2 separate regions of the Mus musculus genome follow, and region 1 is linked to region 2. The links are chromatin contacts, called in public HiChIP or PLAC-seq maps. All regions are on one chromosome and are shown on one strand. The core of a region is the stretch at or near the end of the contact, and the rest is flanking DNA. Distances in the headings are between cores, read along the strand shown. Region 1 overlaps Plcb4 (phospholipase C, beta 4). Region 2 holds the start of Plcb4 (phospholipase C, beta 4).

The links. HiChIP or PLAC-seq counts read pairs in DNA pulled down with a chosen protein or histone mark.
Region 1: an H3K27ac HiChIP or PLAC-seq map of heart atrium shows a contact between it and region 2, with 13 read pairs. The contact joins the enhancer-like site here to the promoter of Plcb4 in region 2. A contact is called at or near these places in 1 of 39 promoter capture datasets (3T3-L1-derived adipocytes) and 3 of 115 datasets of contacts at active chromatin or transcription factors (the HPC-7 cell line, embryonic stem cells and heart atrium).

What each region holds. Positions count from the first base shown.
Region 1 is chr2:135,691,491-135,694,190 of GRCm38.p6, forward strand. All of the region lies in intron 1 of Plcb4 (phospholipase C, beta 4), which reads left to right. Among named protein-coding and RNA genes, the nearest start is that of Plcb4, 33 kb to the left of the region's middle. Within about 2 kb of position 1,346, at least 59 of the 459 cell types and tissues checked have an H3K27ac peak or open chromatin away from gene starts, as enhancers often do. A contact at or near this core is called in heart atrium, where this site is marked.
Region 2 is chr2:135,658,246-135,661,156 of GRCm38.p6, forward strand. Plcb4 (phospholipase C, beta 4) reads left to right here and starts at 1,302. Exons shown (of 39, transcript NM_001355153.1): 1 at 1,302-1,485.

The sequences.
Region 1 (2,700 bases), core at 96-2,595, 33 kb after region 2:
CACTTCACCATATTTGCAGTATTCAAGTGGAAATAGGTTGAATAGGAAGATAAAGTTGAGATTCAGAAGTTTTCAGTAGTTAAGAAGTTTAAACATGCAGCCCATATGCTTGGGGAACTGGTACAACCCCTATATTATTCTTAGAATAAGATCTTCAAGAGCAACTCAGCATCTTGGTAGGTCCACTCTGCAAGTCCCATAGCAGCCAGTTTCAATCAGCAATTCCTTTAAGTACCATAGCTATTGGAGGATCAGCAAGTAAGGATCGCGTGATGCGTACTGGGACAGTAGGTATATTAGATTAAAAAGTCATGCCAGTCACGGTTTCTTCCTTGGTGGGATGAAATTTGAATTCTTTCCCTCCTGGTTTCTTGAAGCAAACCACGCTGATGAGGGGTGGCAATTTTCATTTCTAGTTCAGATATATTAATCCAGATTTGGGGTTTAGTTCATGCCTAAGTTAGGGTTACTAGTACTATGATGAAACTCCATGACCAAAAGCAAGTTGGGGAGGAAAGGGTTTATTTGGATTACAATTTCATATTACTGTTCGTCATGGAAGAAGTCAGGATAGGAACTCAAACAAGGCCAGAATCTGGAGAAAGGAGCTGATGCATGGAGGGATGCTGCTTATTGGCTTGCTCATCATGGCTTGCTCAGCCTGTTTTCTTAGAGAAATCAGGACCACCAGGATAAGGATAGGACCACCTACAATGGTCTGAGTTCTCCTCAATCCATTACCAATTAAGAAAATACCCTACAAGGTTGCCCACAGCCTGATCTAAGGGTTGTATTTTCTCAGTTGAGGCTCCCTCCTTTCAAATGACTTTAGTTCCTTTCAACTTGACATAAAACTATCCAGCATACATAGACTTTCTGGCCCAGATTCCCTGAATTCAGCTCTGTGATTCTCAGTTCCCTCCTTCACGTTCTTTCTGGATCAGTACCATAGGGCAGAGCAGGACAGGACTGATTGCCCAGGGTTCCTACTGACCTTAGTGGTGTCCTTGATGGGGAGTCTGCCATGCTTTCTAGTCATACTTCAGGCCCCTCGCTCCCTTGCCCAGGGCAATGAAAGTGTACAAGGCTCTGACTCAGTCCTTCCCTTGAGTCTTTCTGAAGAGCGAGTGTGTATGGGAGACGGGGTGGTTTGAGGCTGCAGTCTGAGGGCTCCCATTGACCTCAGCCAAGCCTCACATCTGGTTTAGCTTCTTTAGCTCCTGGGCCTCCCTGCCAATTAGGCATCCAGTCCTTGATCTTCCATCTGCCTATAGCTTCAGCACTGCTGTGTGTGAGGGAAGCACTTCCTGGGGATTTCCACCTTGCTCAGCTGCTTGTGGCTGGCAGCTCCTCCAACCCCCAGCTGCTGCTTGCTTCCCCGTGGAAATCTCACCTGGCTTGCTGGCTTCCTTTACAGCTACCGATTCTTGCAAGAACAGGCGTGACTGTGCGTTCTGCTGGCTGCTTCCTGTCAGTGAGTACACTGATGATAGGTTTCCCATCTGCTATCTCGCTGGGAAGTCCCCTCCTTTCCTTTAAATCATGTTAGGATGCAGCGTTGGGTCTTGGGCATGTTGTCTTTAGAGAGGTGCCGAGTTTGATTTTTTTGGACTCAGTTTGGCTTTGAAATAGACCTTATACAGCTGTACACAGCCTTCCTTCAGATCATAAGTTCTGCTTTTTATTTTATGTCCTGGTCTAGTTTCTAGTAGTGGATTCTGGGGTGGGGAATGGGGGGGTCAATAAGTCATACTCTGAGATCACAAGGAGGCATTTCCTCGGACTGTGGCTTTTCCTGCTTATTGTAACAGCTGTGCTTTGCCCTCATATGACCCCCTTTTGTCTCTTGAAGACTTTAGCCAAAATCAGTGGAATAATCCATGGATTGCCCATTTTTTTCAGCTGTTCCCAGCCATAGATCATTTAGCCAGCGTTAGCAGGTTGCGAATCTAAGAGTTTGTATCTGTGGTCCCAGAGGTTGAGCCAATAAAGCATCTTTTCAGAAATGTGCTTTTTCTCAGATTACGTATTTGCTCAGAACTTTTGTTCATAAAACATATTACATTGCCAGTAATGATCATTCACCCCCCTTTTCCACTTGTATTAATCAAAGGTGTATATTTAACTAGCAGCCATTCTCCACACCCCGAGACGCTTGAAAAGAAAAGCTTCCCTACAGGTAAACATATACTTGTAATTTAATTTTTAGAAATATTTTATTTTATGTGCATGTGTGTGTGTGTGCCTGTGTGTGAGCCACCATTTGTATGCTGGGAACTGAACCTCGGTCCTCTGCAAGAGCAGCAAGTGCTCTTAACCACTGAGACATCTCCCCTACCCTCTATGTTTGCTCATTTGTTCTTGGTCACTGGGTTGAAGCATTAAATCTGTTGCTACGACACTAAGTTCTCCAAGTGTGATGTTTGATTTTTATTTTTTTTTGCGGGGGGCTATTTCCTTAATCTCTTCCCCAACCCCCATTTTTCATAGGGAGTGCTTGAAAACAGAACATGGTTATAGTTTTGATTTGTGCATTTATTCATATTTAAAAAGCAGTTTACCATGGAAAATGTTAAAAAAATACATAAACTGCAGTATGAGCTTTACCATGGACTTTCAGGAATATTCTATTTTATTATCTTAAGTTCCTCCATCAGTGACCTTAAATAAACCCTATACTAATTTAGAGCCAGTTTTGCT
Region 2 (2,911 bases), core at 52-2,551:
AGACAGGGTTCAGGTTGGTCTTGAACCGACTGTATAGTTTAGGCTGCTCTGTAAACTAACTGGGATTACAGGCATGTACCATCACACATCACACTAGTTGATCAACTTTTGGTGGTTATTTTCTTTCTATCCATGCTGAAACGGCCAGAATGAACGAAGGGTGCGACACTTTGGGGTTTTCAACTGCTGTATCCACGGTGCCTGGACTGTTCCTTTGTGCCTACACTTCTGCCCTCTTCTCCATTTTTTTTTTAAGCTAACCTCTAAACCGACCCCTTTCCTCTTGACCCGCCAGCCCAGTTCAGGCAGCTGAGCATGCCCAGTTCAGCCGCCAGCATGGGCCCCAGTCCCCAGTGCGCAGGTGCCACGTCTCCGGGTTTTGGTGGCCGCCGCCAGGCAGGAGAGGGAGGAAGCCGAGTGGCCTCGGTAGGAGGAAGCCCTCGGGGAGTTCCGGAGCGGCTCCAGTGTAGGGTCTCCACAAAGGGTGACGCTGGATGCACATGGCCAGGCCGCCTCAGCAGGACTTCGGGCACCCGGGTGTCGGTTCAAAGGACAAGGAGAGCTGGCCACAGCGATCCCCAGCATCCCTGGAACCGAAGTCTGGGGGGGGGGGGTGGAGTGGGGTGCACGTCTCAGGATCACTTGGGGGAAGACTTTGGAAATCACTTTCTGGCTCAGTGTGAGCCCGTTGTAGTACTTCCTCCGGCAGATTGTTTTTCGGGCTGAATGAATAAAATCCCTGTCTCACAGTGCCTGCTGCAGTGTACAAGCTCTCCGTGTTTGTTCAATGTAACATAGACGAAAGCGCAGTTCCCGCTCCCCGCTCCCGGTTCTGGCTGGCTCGCACCCCCTCCTCCCGGGCCGGGCACCCGCTGAGTCCGTGGCCAGCGGCGCGTGGTGTCCCGCTGCTGGCTCAGCTCAGTCCCCACGGGCGCGCGCCCAGACCCTGCACCGGGAAGGCGGCGGCGGCGACCCCGGGACAGCCAACCCCCACCCCGGCCGGCCCGCGCGGCCCCGGTCCACCCCCAGCCCCGCCGGGCGCCGCACTGGGCATGCTCCGTAGCCCGGCAGGTTGGGGCTGCGAGGCGACGGCTTGGGCTCCAGAGGCAGCGTCGCGGCCGGGAGTAGGGGCGGCGGGCCCGGGGCCGCACGGGGCCCGGCTCGGCGGGAGCGGCGGGCGGGCGGCGCCCTGGGCAGCGGGCGGCCGAGGTGAGCGCAGCGGGGAGGCGCTGGCCGGTGGGGGGCGGAGGCGGCGGAGGGCGGGGCGGCGCCGGAGGGGCTCGGCGGCCGCGGCGGCGGGGAGGGGGTGGCGGCGCGCGAGCGGCTCAGGAGCCGCGCCGCAAACAGGCTCTCACACGCGCGCACACACACACACACACACACACACACACACACAGACACTCACACGCGCGCGCGCGAACACAGCGGGGCTCCCGGAGGCGGCGGTGGCCGCATCCCCGGCAGCGACTCGCCTGGAAGTGACAGGTAGGAGAAGGCGCTTTGGGTCCCGCCCGGGGATGCTCCCGCCGCTCCCAGCCCGCCGGGCTACTCGGCTTCCCGCGGGTGCGTCCCGGACGCGCGCGCGCGCCCCCGGTTGCCCTGCCGGGGACCCGGTGCAGGTGCGGGGTGCGAGGCGTCCTGCGCGGGAGGCAGGGGACCCCGCCGCCACCCGCCTCTCCGGCAATCATCTGCTACTGGGTTTCCTCTGCCTACCCGGACGTTCACCCTCTTCTGCGCTAGAAATAGCTCGGCTCGACGTGTATATGATTATTTTGGTTGGAAATAGTTGGCACTGTGCAACGCATGTAAATGTGTGTGCGTGTGCATCTTCAGCGTCTTCTGGGGACAGCTTACGAATGATAGACCGTTTCCAGTTGACACTGACAGGCTAAGCGCTCCTTCAGGACAGTATCTGGGCCTCCTAAAAGCATGTAAAAGAACATTGCTTTATTTTCAGAAGTTTAAAGTTGTTTTTTCTTAGTCAATTAGAAATTGTCTATATTGTACAATTTTTGAGTTTAGACTCAGTAAACTACTGAATCTAAGTGTGAAAACACAGAATTTTCCAATTGAACAACTCTAGAGTTATAAAGCCAGCATTTCTAGAAAGGCAAATGTCTTATATTCCACAAATATGCATGCATTTGAGATATGACTTTAAAAAAATAACCCTAAACTTCTATAGTGCTTCTTCCTATTTCTCTAAAGCAAGGGGCTTGAGATTTAATTTGGGGCAAAACATTCATGGACAGTCGCCATCTTTTGAAGTAGAAGTGGGATGCATAGTGGTCCATAAATTTAAATTATCCATTGGTGGAGATAATGTGTTGAATAAACATGGCTAGCAGTAAAGTCCATGCACAGGCAGGTGTATAATGCTTTGAAAAAAATTGAATTTCTCTTTTAAGGAAAAATCAGACCATAAAATAAAGATGACCAGGAAGAGCAACCAGTGACTTTTTACCTGGGTGGACTCCCAGGATCTCAGAAAGTGAAGAACTACTCTTTAGGGTAGGAAGATGTGTGTGTGTGTGTGTGTGTGTGTGTAAAATTTCAACTTAATCCTTTTAGTATTTTTAAGACTGATGTTTTTAAAGATGTGTTTGAACTGAGAACCGAATATTTTGAACCCTTCAAACTTTAATATCCTAAGTTGCAGAGTGATACAGAGGATGAGAAATTCCTCTCACTAGGATTTTGTGGTGTAATCCCTGACTGACTGTGTTATGTAATCTCGAATTTTTCCCCCACAGAACAGTCTTGCATAGTTTTCAACTGGTGTATTGATCTATTATATCATCTATTTTTTTTTTTTACACTGTAGACATTTAATACATGACTGGTGTCTTGGGGAGAACCTCGTGTAAGAAAAAATTACTTTTAAAATGGAATTTCACTTTCTGAGCGTTTT